Regions from separate parts of the Zea mays genome. Here region 1 is linked to region 2. A link is a contact called in public Hi-C data. All regions are on one chromosome and are shown on one strand. Each heading gives the region's core, a stretch centred on a gene start, on an enhancer-like site or on the middle of the called end of the contact. The rest is flanking DNA. Distances are from core to core; before and after follow the strand shown.

Region 1 (5,467 bases), core at 1,867-4,366, 170 kb after region 2:
GATCTCGGGCGAACGGCCGAGATCTAACGGTAGGCGGGCGGACATGGGCGCGGTGGCGCCGCTCGGTCCCGCGGTGGGAAATCGCCAGAGACGAGCAGACCGGCCACGGTGGGGCACCAGAGGCTTGGGGGGTTGGCCTAGGCGCGCACAGGGGGATCTGGCGGACTCAGCCGAGGGCACCACGCCGGCGCGGGAGCACCATAGGGCGCTGCACACGGCGAGGCGGGCTAACGGCGGCGCGGGGCAACTCCAGCGAGCAATTGCGTGTTAACCAGTGCAGTACACAGGGAAATAGGGGCGCGGGGAGGTTGCTCACCTTGAGGGGAAGCGCTGGAGGCACAGGGCAACGGCGGAGGCACAGGGACGCGATGGGGCGACGGTGGCGGAGCTCCGACTGCGTAAGAACCACTCCGGTGAGCGCGGACCGGACAGACCAGAGAGGGGGGAGGGCACACCGAAGGGTGTCCCGAGTAGCTGACGGCAAGGTGAAGCTTACCGTGGCACTGGACGGGGCACGGGCGCAATGGCGGCCACGGAACTGGCGGTTGCGGAGGTTCTCGGTTCGCGTGGGCAGAGCGAGAGAGAGAGAGGGCGAGAGAGCTGGGCAGAGGGCGCAAATGGAAGAGGGGAGGTGGGCGAGCAGGGCGCGGGGGCTCGGTCGTGGCCGTAGAACGCGCGGACGTGGGCGCGTCCACGGTGGGGAGATCGTGGACGGGAGGTTCAGGACGGCTGACAGGTGGGGACGGTGGGACAGAGAGAGGAAGAGAGCGGGCGCGACCGAGAACAACGACGCCGACAGGGTTGGCCCATGGGACAGAGAGAGAGGGAGAGAGGGGCGCTCAGGGTTGCGCCGACAAGCGGGACCCGCCTGTCAGAGGGGGCGCGTGCGGACTGGGCTAAGTGGGTTGCCTTGGGCCGAATTCGGTTTTCCATTTTCCATGGAATTTCTAATTGATTTTCTATTTATTTTCTCTAGGGTTTTCAATTCAAATCCAAATCAAGTTTCAAATTCAAACCAAATCAAATATGTGCAACAGTTCAAAGAATATTTAGGCTCAATATGATGCAACATTCCATGACTCATATATTTTGGGCAAAATAAAATAAATAATCCCTCACTAATACAACTAACTCTAATTAAAAGAGAGAGAGAAAACTAGAGAGAGAGGGAAACTAAAGTGAGATAGAGAAGAGTAACACGTGAATTTGGATGATCATAAGAAAGAAATTTTATACCCCAAATTCAGGGTGTTACATGTTATCCCCAGCGGAGTCGCCAAAAAGTATGTTGACACCTTTTTCGGGCGCCAATCACTCAACACGAACCAGCGGCGCTGCTCTCTGCACAGGGGCGGACGGTCCGCGGCCAGGGGTCGGATGGTCCGCGGCCTAGTGCGAGGCTAGGATTTCCTGCCTGACGGCCGGACGGTCCACGCCCTGGGACCGGACGGTCCGCGCATACACAGGGGCGGCGGAAGATCGCCGGCGGCGCCTGGATCTCACTCCCAGGAGGGACCCCGTCGGGGAGGAGAGATCCTAGGTGATGTCTAGGCTCGGCAGGCCGACCTAGACTCCTCTAATCGACGTAGAGTCAAAGAGAAGCGAAGAATTTGGGGATTGAAAGACTAACCTAGAACTACTCCTAAGAATAAATGTAAATTGTATTGATTGAGGGTTCGATTGATTGATTAAATCGGTCGTATTCCTCTGCTTTTATAGAGGAGGGGGCTAGATCTGTTACCAACAAATTTCCGAGCTTATCCCGAGATTCTCGCCAACAAACATAGCAAGAAACTCGGAACCCTAATCTGTTTTGCGCTTGCGCGGACCGTTCGACCCACAGGCGCGGACCATCCGGCCTCAAGGCCGGACCGTCCGACGACTCTTTTTAGTGCTCAACAGGCCCTAAATCCTCCTTTAGAAAAAAAAGAAAAAAACATTAGGATTTAATTTTTCTATTTCTATCGTTCTAAATTATGAATTGCTTTTGCTTTTTTAATACATCACAAACACTTAGGCCCCGTTTCAATCTTACGGGATAAATTTTAGCTTCATGCTAAACTTTAGCTATATGAATTGAAGTGCTAAAGTTTAGCTTTAATTACCAACATTACCTCTTCTGTTTAGATTACAAATGGCTAAAAGTAGCTAAAAAATAGCTACTAAAGTTTATCTCGCGAGATTGAAACAGGGCCTTAGACCAAACCTAGAATCGAACTATCTATCTTAAACTTACTATTTAAAGATTTTCACTATGCGATAAGTTGTGTTGTAAATAGCAAACAATGGTCACTTGTCGTTTAGCTGTTGTTTAAGCTAAACGGACCTAAATGAGTAAAATGGCTATTTAAACGGTAGAAACAGCAGATTAAACGGAAACAATGTACCACCGACTAGCATAAGGTTAAACTGTTATTTTGGCGAATAGAGTAATAACAGTAATCACTATGAGGATGGGGCCCAAAAACATCTTAATTTTTTCATCCAAAATCCAGATCCTGCGTTTATTAGAATACAGATTCTAACTGTGAGAATAAATCCGAGCAAATCCTTCTGAACTAGCCAAAAAGTCTGATAATACTTGAATAGCAAACTTAGAAAGGCATAAATCAACAACGCTTTAACTTTAAGGGTTTGTTCGATTAGTGAGGGATTAAAGAGGATTAAAAGGAATTAAATCTCTTTCTAATTAAAAATAAATAAAAGGGGATTTAATCTGCTCTAATTATTTTGAAACCCAACAGGGCCTGAGTGGAAGGAGCAAGCAAACCACCCACATCAACATACGTACTTGTGAATACGCATGGTGCGTGACTGAAGGCGCAGAAAATGGAAGGCAAACAGGAGCCAAACTCCAATGTGCTCCGAAGGAAACTCCCATTAAATTCGAGCTACTTTAAAATATAGGAATTTCAAAAAAATACAGAAATTAGTTCATTTCTATAGAAAAAACGTACGAAACAGAAAAAAAAATCCCAACATTTGAAAGGGAGCCTTCGTTTTCCGATCAGCAGACAGTGGAGTCGAGCCCATAACCAACTCGGACGCGTGTCCAGCGCCTCGACCCGTCTCCCCGCCACGTCCTCTCTCTTCCCCCATCATTCCGGCCTTCCACACGGCCCCACCGGCCATTGTCCCTCCGGCCCTCGCGAGTCGCGACCTCCACTGCAACCGCACCGCCATGATGAAACCGCCGGCACCGGCGGTTCCGTCGCCTGAGCCGCCGCGCCTCGCCGGCGGTGGGCGTGGGCCGCGCGGCCTCCGATCCCTGCCCGCGCTCTCCTACAACACCCACCGCGCCCTCGTCCTGGGGCTCACCTTCCTGGCCTACGCGCTCTACCACGCCTCCCGTAAACCGCCCAGCATCGTCAAGCGCGAGCTCGCCCGGTCGTGGCCGCCCTTCGCCGACCCGGCGCTCCTCGGCGCCACGGACGTCGCCTTCCTCACCTCCTATTCCCTCGGCATGTTCGTCGCCGGCCACCTCGGCGACTGCCTCGACCTCCGCCGCTTCCTTGCCTTCGGCATGGTCACCAGCGGCGCCGCGGTGGCGCTCTTCGGCGCCGGGTACTTCCTAGGCCAGCATTCGCTCGCGTTCTACGTCGTCGCCCAGGTGATTGCGGGCCTGCTCCAGTCCACGGGCTGGCCCTCCGTCGTCGCCATCGTGGGCAACTGGTTCAGCGGCCGGAGGCGTGGCCTCATCATGGGCATATGGAACGCGCACACCTCGGTGGGGAACATCACCGGATCGCTTGTCGCCGCAGCCATGCTTGGGTACGGGTGGGGATGGTCGTTCGTGGTCCCCGGTGGTCTCATTGCGCTCGGTGGCGTCCTCGTGCTGTTCTTCCTCGCGCCATACCCCCAGTACGTCGGCTTCGGCCCGTCGCCGATTGAAGAACCTGTCACTGATGAGAGCACCGACGGGGAGGACATTAGTGCCGCAGGGAAGGACAGACGGGATGCCGTCGGAATTTTTAAGGCACTGGCCATTCCCGGTGTCGTCATCTTCGCGCTCTGTCTCTTCTTCGCCAAACTAGTTGCGTACACTTTTCTGTACTGGCTCCCATTCTACTTGAGCCAGACTGGTAAGCCCATGTTTTTTTTCTGTCAATGAGTTTGTTCCTTATTGATTAGAATTGGCCACAGCGGTTATCATATTAGATTATATTGGTACGAATTGTTAGCTTCCTGCTCTGCATTTGGTTAGATTGATATGGTTCTTGATGGAAGCTATCAGATTTGCTTGTGATTGAATTTCGATTGGGGTGGACATGAACTTACATTGTAGATGCATGTTGCTATGCTAATGCTGCAGCTGTAGTATTATGCTCTGAAGTATATCAGGCGTTCAAGAAATATATGGCACATAAAAAGGGAAAATGGAAAGAATTTATGTTCTGCTAGATAACGAGTTTATCCTTGCCCAGCGTATCCAGTGTGCGTCTCTGTATAGGTTTTGTCAGAGGTTCAAAGCTGATCGTTTCTTTTACTGAAATTAGGAATGGACTAACAATAACGTGACTTGCATCTTTATTTGAATATACCATGACTCACATTTACCTGCTGTTCTGTTTATCTGAATACAACTTGGTGTTTTCAAGTCAAATGCATCTGTATTATCCACACTGCATTGTAGTGTCTCCAGATGACTTGCGTGGTTGCCTTGTAAAATGTAACCTCTTCTTTTTGTGGAATTACTGATACTGTGCAGGACATCTGAACTTTATTAGCAGTTAAACTTCATATTTCGATTTGACATTTAAAATGGCACTTCTTTTAACATTGTTTTTTTCCCAGCTATTGGAGACGAGCATATGTCAGCTGCATCTGCAGGATATCTATCAGTTTTGTTTGATGTAGGTGGAATAGTTGGGGGAGTTCTGGCCGGCTTCATATCTGACCAGCTTAATGCTAGGGCAACCACTGCTGCCGTTTTCATGTACTTGGCGATTCCATCTCTTTTCCTCTTTCATGCATATGGTAGTACCTCAAAAGCGACAAACATTGGCTTGATGATGATCAGTGGCCTGTTTGTTAATGGACCCTATGCTCTGATAACAACCGCTGTTTCTGCTGATTTGGGAACTCACAAATCTCTTAAAGGAGATTCTCGCGCATTGGCCACGGTAACCGCAATTATAGATGGGACAGGATCTCTTGGTGCTGCACTAGGACCATTCATAACGGGCTTCATTTCAAGAAAAGGATGGGATTTAGTATTCACAATGCTTGCACTCTGTGCACTGGTTGCTGCTGTGCTGTTGTCAAGTCATGTGAAAACAGAAATTCCTCAGATCATCCAGAAGTGGAGAGATCGCTCGACTAACGCGCAGAATGGAAATGCAGGTAATGACTATAGGCAGAAGTGTTGGATATGTCCCATTCTAAATACTATCATAGTATCATAAAAGTTTAGTGAGTTGGTATAATTGCGCTGATTTTCTCCTTGCTCCTTGTCTGATAGATCCTG
Region 2 (5,606 bases), core at 2,840-5,339:
AAGTTTTTAGGCTCAAACTTGGTGAAACCCATCATCCATAGCGTTGAGTGGTTTTGAGAATCAACCATAAAATTGTCGTGAGTTGCATACTCCAGACGTATCCCCATGTCCTGGACACGTATCCCGCTGATCCACGACTGTGTCGGCAACACAATATGTTCCACACGTCCTCGCGCTGATGTGTGTCCTAGGCGTACACAAGGAGTTTGCATATCTACCTTTCTCTTTAAGCTTCCGCATTTATTGTTTACTTAAGTTGCAACGTTTACCATTCTTAGTTTAGAATATAGGCTAGTTGGTATGATTGGAACTTAGTTTCCTTCCGACACGTTCGGCCTCTCTCGTCAAGTTCCGCCACGTCCGACCTTGGACTCGGTGCCGTGGGGTTTGACCGGGGGCGGTCCTTTCAGAGTTGACGTATATGTCTCTTTCGACTGACAAACAGACACCAGCGATCAAATGCTCTTTCCTCAGCGTGCTCACTGACCGATGGGTCCTAGGATCCAAGGGTCATTCGCCTGACAAGTAGCTTCACCAACTTTGCTTCTGCTCTAGCACTTTAATACAGAGAAATGGTTCTAGCTTTAGGATAAGCTGCTCTAGCACTTTAATACAGAGAAATGGTTCTAGCTTTAGGATAAGCTGTTTCTGTCAAACGATTTGTGAAATAGTTTCAGCTCTACTAGAAAGCTGTTTTTTAAAAAAGTCAGAATTAGAGTTGTTTTTAGGCAAGCTAAAGCCCTACCAAATGGGTCCTAAGCTAGCGTTCGTTGCTCCGTAGCACATCGAACGTCTATTTTTTACCTGCTGCGTACTGGATGTGGAAGCATACATGCGTGCGTACGTGTAGAACTAGAACCCTAAAACCCAATCGTTGAATGAATACAGGTTCCGTATAACCCTAACACCCATCATCACCCTTTCTTGGTACTCCTAGCTCAGTTCTTCACTACCCAATCGTTGAATGAATACAGGTTCCGTCTTGACATACTAAATACAGAAAGAATGAGAAACCAAGGGGCAAAATACAAACTGGAGGATGAACCAAGCACGAGTGGAAGGAAAGATCTGCACCCCGTTGCCATTTCGTATAATAATAACTAGGATGCAAACAGCAAAAGAAAGAAAAATGGAGACTAGAGCAGAAATTTCATCTTCTTCCCCCGAGCGAGCCTTTTCCCCCACGTCGGTCTCAACTCAACAACGCTTCCGTTGGCTGCAACCTTTTCTTGCATCTTACTACGCATCAGCCGGCGCGGACGAGAAGATGAGGCTCATCAGGAGCCCCACCATGAGACCTATTAGCCCAGCAAACGCGGCGAACGTCAGGGAGAAACCTGCATCGCCTTTGCGGCTCCTGCGCCTCCGAAGCACATCCTGAACACAGTAGGAGGGTTTGTTATGGTATCTACAGAATTCAACAAACAATAAAGAAAAGGAGCGTGCTTTTTTTTCTTCCTAAAAACTAACCTAAAATGCAAAGGGATACATTCAACAATGGGTAGGCGATGAACCTTTTCACGCACATCAAGTTTAGGCCATGCTCAACAAAGCATGTATATGAGCGTGTAAAAAACACTGTCTGTTTACGTAGTGAAGTTAGGGAGGAGATAGGAAAGCTCTGGAGACAGCATGAACAACCTACACGGCTACACCCAGTTCCCCTAAATCTGTTTATAGGAGATTGAGAAAACAAGTTTATGGAGAATAGGGGAGATGGATTTGCAGCAGAGCTTGAGAAAAACATCATCCCATTCAACTCTTTTTGACCTCGTTTTTCTATATGACAGGTTGGTGGAGATGCTCTAACAACTTCGATTTTCTTTAAACTACTTTACTCATGTTGCAGTTCTCATCAGGCCAATATCGAATTGCTCATAAAAAAACCGAGCCAAAGTCCAAATGTCAATATGATCAAGTCAAATACAGGAACAAAACGAATAGAAAGAAGTTTGATATACTGTACCAATTCACGTTGCATTTGCTGATTTTGCTGAAGCATGTTGTCTCTTTCTTCTTTCAACCGCTGAATTGTCTGGATCTGAGTAAGATAAAAGGGGACAACTTCGTGAGAAAAAAATGACCAAGTTGTCCCAAAGGATGTTTACTCGTTCATACAGTCTTGATCAGTGCTAATGCACAAACTTCCTGTTGCAATGAGATTCCTTCATGAAACAATACCTTTGGATAACCCACGATTGTTCTCTGAATTTTCAGTTAGAAACCTGGAACATGTCCATCGGTTTAAAGGGAGCTAGGTACTCTGGTTGGAATGGACAATAGGAAGGGGAGAAAAAGATCCAAATTTTGTCCGCAGAGCATAACTAAAGGAAACATGCTCATGGGCTTCTGGGCATCCCTCCCTCCCTCAATTATGACCTCCCAATTATAGGTACCTTTCCCCCATGATCAACTTTATGACTTTTCAACTGTCAAATCATGTTGCTTCAACATCTTCCTATTTCTTTAGACTTGCACTTGACACGCTCCACATAATCAATGCCACCATGACATTATCCCAATATAGCTTTAAGAATCCAACGTGAAAGAAGTAGCTGTTCTCTCAATGCACAATCAATGTGTAAAGAAACAGATTGTTCATGTGCCACACGATGTTAAATCATGATAAAAAGCTTCAAGCATATAACATTCAAGTTAGCAAAACTATTCGTTCTATGAATTCGTCAGAGAAAAGTGATGAATTCACTTGTTTTCAGTGAAGTCCCAAAGTAAAAAAAATGGTAAGAATTGTTGGCATAGAGCGTATTACCTCTTCAAGGCTTGCATTCTTCAGCATCTGAAAAGTACGGCCAAAGATACGATCAACAGTAAGAGTTACAACTGAAAATTTATAAGTGAATCACAAGTTCCATACATATCAGAAGAGAGCTGCCACAGTCTCACCATCAGATCGTCAGACGCTGCTTTGAAGCTCCGGCTTCCTAAAGATGATACGCTAGAGTCATCTGAACCTCCGCAGCTAGGTAATGTGTAGACAACCTTGAGCTTCATTTCCTCGATTACCTTATCAGCTTCCTTGTTGAACTGCGCACATGTAATGTAACCGTGTATAGCAGCGTGTGGCTGTGGACATCATTTCACTATAGGGATAATGCAACGCTAATAAACCTTACAAATTTGTTCTGCACTTCTTGCTCACCGTATCAGGGGGGATCTCATCCATGTCGGTACTGGCGGCCACCTTCGTGCTCTGAATCAAGAATTTATCCTTGCATTGCATGTCTGGTGGGTAATCTTTCTGTGCCTGCAGCGTAACTGTACCCCCCAGATGGGAGAGAAGGCAGGGAGACACAAACACTCACACATCGAAATCCAAACGGAGGATGCTAAACATAGCCATGGTCCATGGAGAAACAGGTGCTTACTCGTTATTGTGCAAGAATCCCATGGCTGGACGATGCTCGCGTTCGGCCGGACGAAATACTTCCTCGGCGATGTTGTTTTGACCTGAAAATAAATGGGGCAAATTTGACCAGACCTAGTCTAGTTTTCTTCTCATCTCAACATCAAACCTGGTTCGATTTTCAGCGAGCAAAACGCGGAGATTCTGAGGTGAACTTCACGGGACAGGGAAGACATGGACCTTGAATGCGACATGATGCTCGCTGTTGTTCACCACCTTGAGATTGCAATAGCACGGCTTCTCCAGCTCAACTACGCGCAAGAATTCAACGCGGAGGAGAAATTTAACCAATCGCAATGCGAACGAATATATCAATAAATCCACACAGCTTACACAAGAAGGTGAGCTCCTCGGGGTAAACCGAGATCAGCGTTCCGCTACCTCCCATTGCACCCACCTGATCAAAGAAACAGAAACAGAAGCCAGAAGATGAATATACTGCTGCATTAAAAGGGGGGAGGGAAGTGATGACGTTCTGTTTGGAACGGATTCCGAACCTTGCTTTCCAAAAACTAATTGCAAGCAAAATAGATAAATCAACAAAAGGCGGCGATTTGGAGAAGTCGGGAGGGGAGGAGGAAAGAGAGAAACCAATGGGTCTGCAGTTTGCTTTGCCTTGCTTTTCTTGGCTCCCAGCGGCATTGACGGGGCAGCACTCACTTCTTGGGCCCGTGGCACTGTGGCAGTTCTTCTCTCTGGGGTTCCATTTATTTTTGTGAACAGGGTTGCTCTCTCTCTCTTTTTTTCCTCTTTTTTTATTATTGGTGGTTGGTGATTTATGCTACTTTATTTAGAATGCTGTTTCCAGGACTGGAAAGGCATGGTTTTTGTGTTTTTTGTTAACTTTCATTTTAGTAGTGTATGTACGTTGTTTTGCATGCCATGAACACATTTACAATACTCTGATAAAAACAATTTAGGAACGAGTATTTTGGGTGCTATTTAGCACAAACAGTAAGCCATCATTAGAACTCCTAAAATATAAGAAAATTGTGAGACTGTGCTGCTGTCACGGACACGGTACTTGTAGTGCCACAAATATATGCATTTATTCGCATGAATCCACATACAGTACAGAGCGGGAAGTACACAGAAAAATACTCAAGAATATTCTTGTCTGATTGAAGTATTAAACAAACATTGGTAGTTTCACTCTGCATTATCACCTACAAACCATTGGGGCATACGTGACCTGTACTCTACTTGTGGTAGGGACTCGTACAGTTTTTTATGGATACCAGATGAGATTATCAATCATTCTTGTCACTGTCAGACAGGGAACAATCTAGTCACCAAGAAGATTGTGAGGGGTCCCAGATTCCCAGTTGTTGCTTTAAGAAGAAAAAAACGAGCTAATCTTAAACCGAAATTTTGGTGCTGTGAAGTAGTAGTGAACTAGAATTGAAGATCGATTGGAGAAAAAGGATTGGTCCTTGTGCGCGAAAACAAGCAAAGCAATTTTCATGGCGGGTGGAGTTGAAGCCAATTGTTTGGACTGCTACAGTTACAATTTATAGAGACAAGAACGATATAGAAACCGGTACGGATTAAAGCCAAATAAACATGATTACGAGTAAATAGAACTCCCGTGTCATTTAATCTAAAAAAACTCAACCTCAGGTTAAAGCCCTCGGTATTATATATTAAGATGTGTAGACCTCTGTTTTAGTGTGGGACGGACAAGAAACAACGTGCCTGTTTGTTTCGGCTTCTGCCAGCTTCTGGCCACCAAAAGCTTCTGCGGACTGCAAACGCTCAGCTTTTCAGTCAGCTTCTATAAAATTCGTTAGAGCAAAAACCATCTAAAATCAACATAAACACATAATCGGTTGAGTCGTTGTAATAGTAGGAATCCGTCACTTTCTAGATCTTGAGCCCTATGAACAACTTTATCTTCCTCCACACGTAATCGTAATGATACTCAGATTCTTCTCACAGCCAGATTCTCCCCACAGCCAGATTTTCAGAAAAGCTAGTCAGAAAAAAGCTGAACCAAACAGCCCCAACATGAAATTCTTTCATTGCTCTTACGGGGAGTCAAACTCAGGACTTAAAGAGTGCTACTCAGACCACCTAATCAATTCAGCTAGAGATCATTTGATGTTATTTGACGCATAGTCTTTTATAAACTAGATGGGATTATATGGAAGTGATTGAAGGATCAACAAACATGTTCTGTCCA

Evidence for each region. A called contact is a pair of places that touch in the nucleus more often than the background predicts.
Region 1: a Hi-C map of ear shows a contact between it and region 2, with 3 times the contacts expected there. The contact joins the promoter of LOC100191817 here to the promoter of LOC100217229 in region 2. A contact is called at or near these places in 4 of 25 Hi-C or Micro-C datasets (ear, leaf, tassel and 1 more).

Annotation. Positions count from the first base shown.
Region 1 is chr5:195,245,476-195,250,942 of Zm-B73-REFERENCE-NAM-5.0, forward strand. LOC100191817 (Putative glycerol-3-phosphate transporter 4) reads left to right here and starts at 3,117. Exons shown (of 3, transcript NM_001137241.1): 1 at 3,117-4,082; 2 at 4,795-5,343; 3 at 5,462-5,467. The coding sequence starts at 3,182.
Region 2 is chr5:195,076,441-195,082,046 of Zm-B73-REFERENCE-NAM-5.0, forward strand. LOC100217229 reads right to left here and starts at 4,090. Exons shown (of 9, transcript NM_001359707.1): 1 at 4,016-4,090; 2 at 3,758-3,821; 3 at 3,605-3,675; 4 at 3,387-3,468; 5 at 3,161-3,276; 6 at 2,905-3,045; 7 at 2,771-2,797; 8 at 1,967-2,041; 9 at 924-1,377. The coding sequence starts at 4,066. The coding sequence ends at 1,240.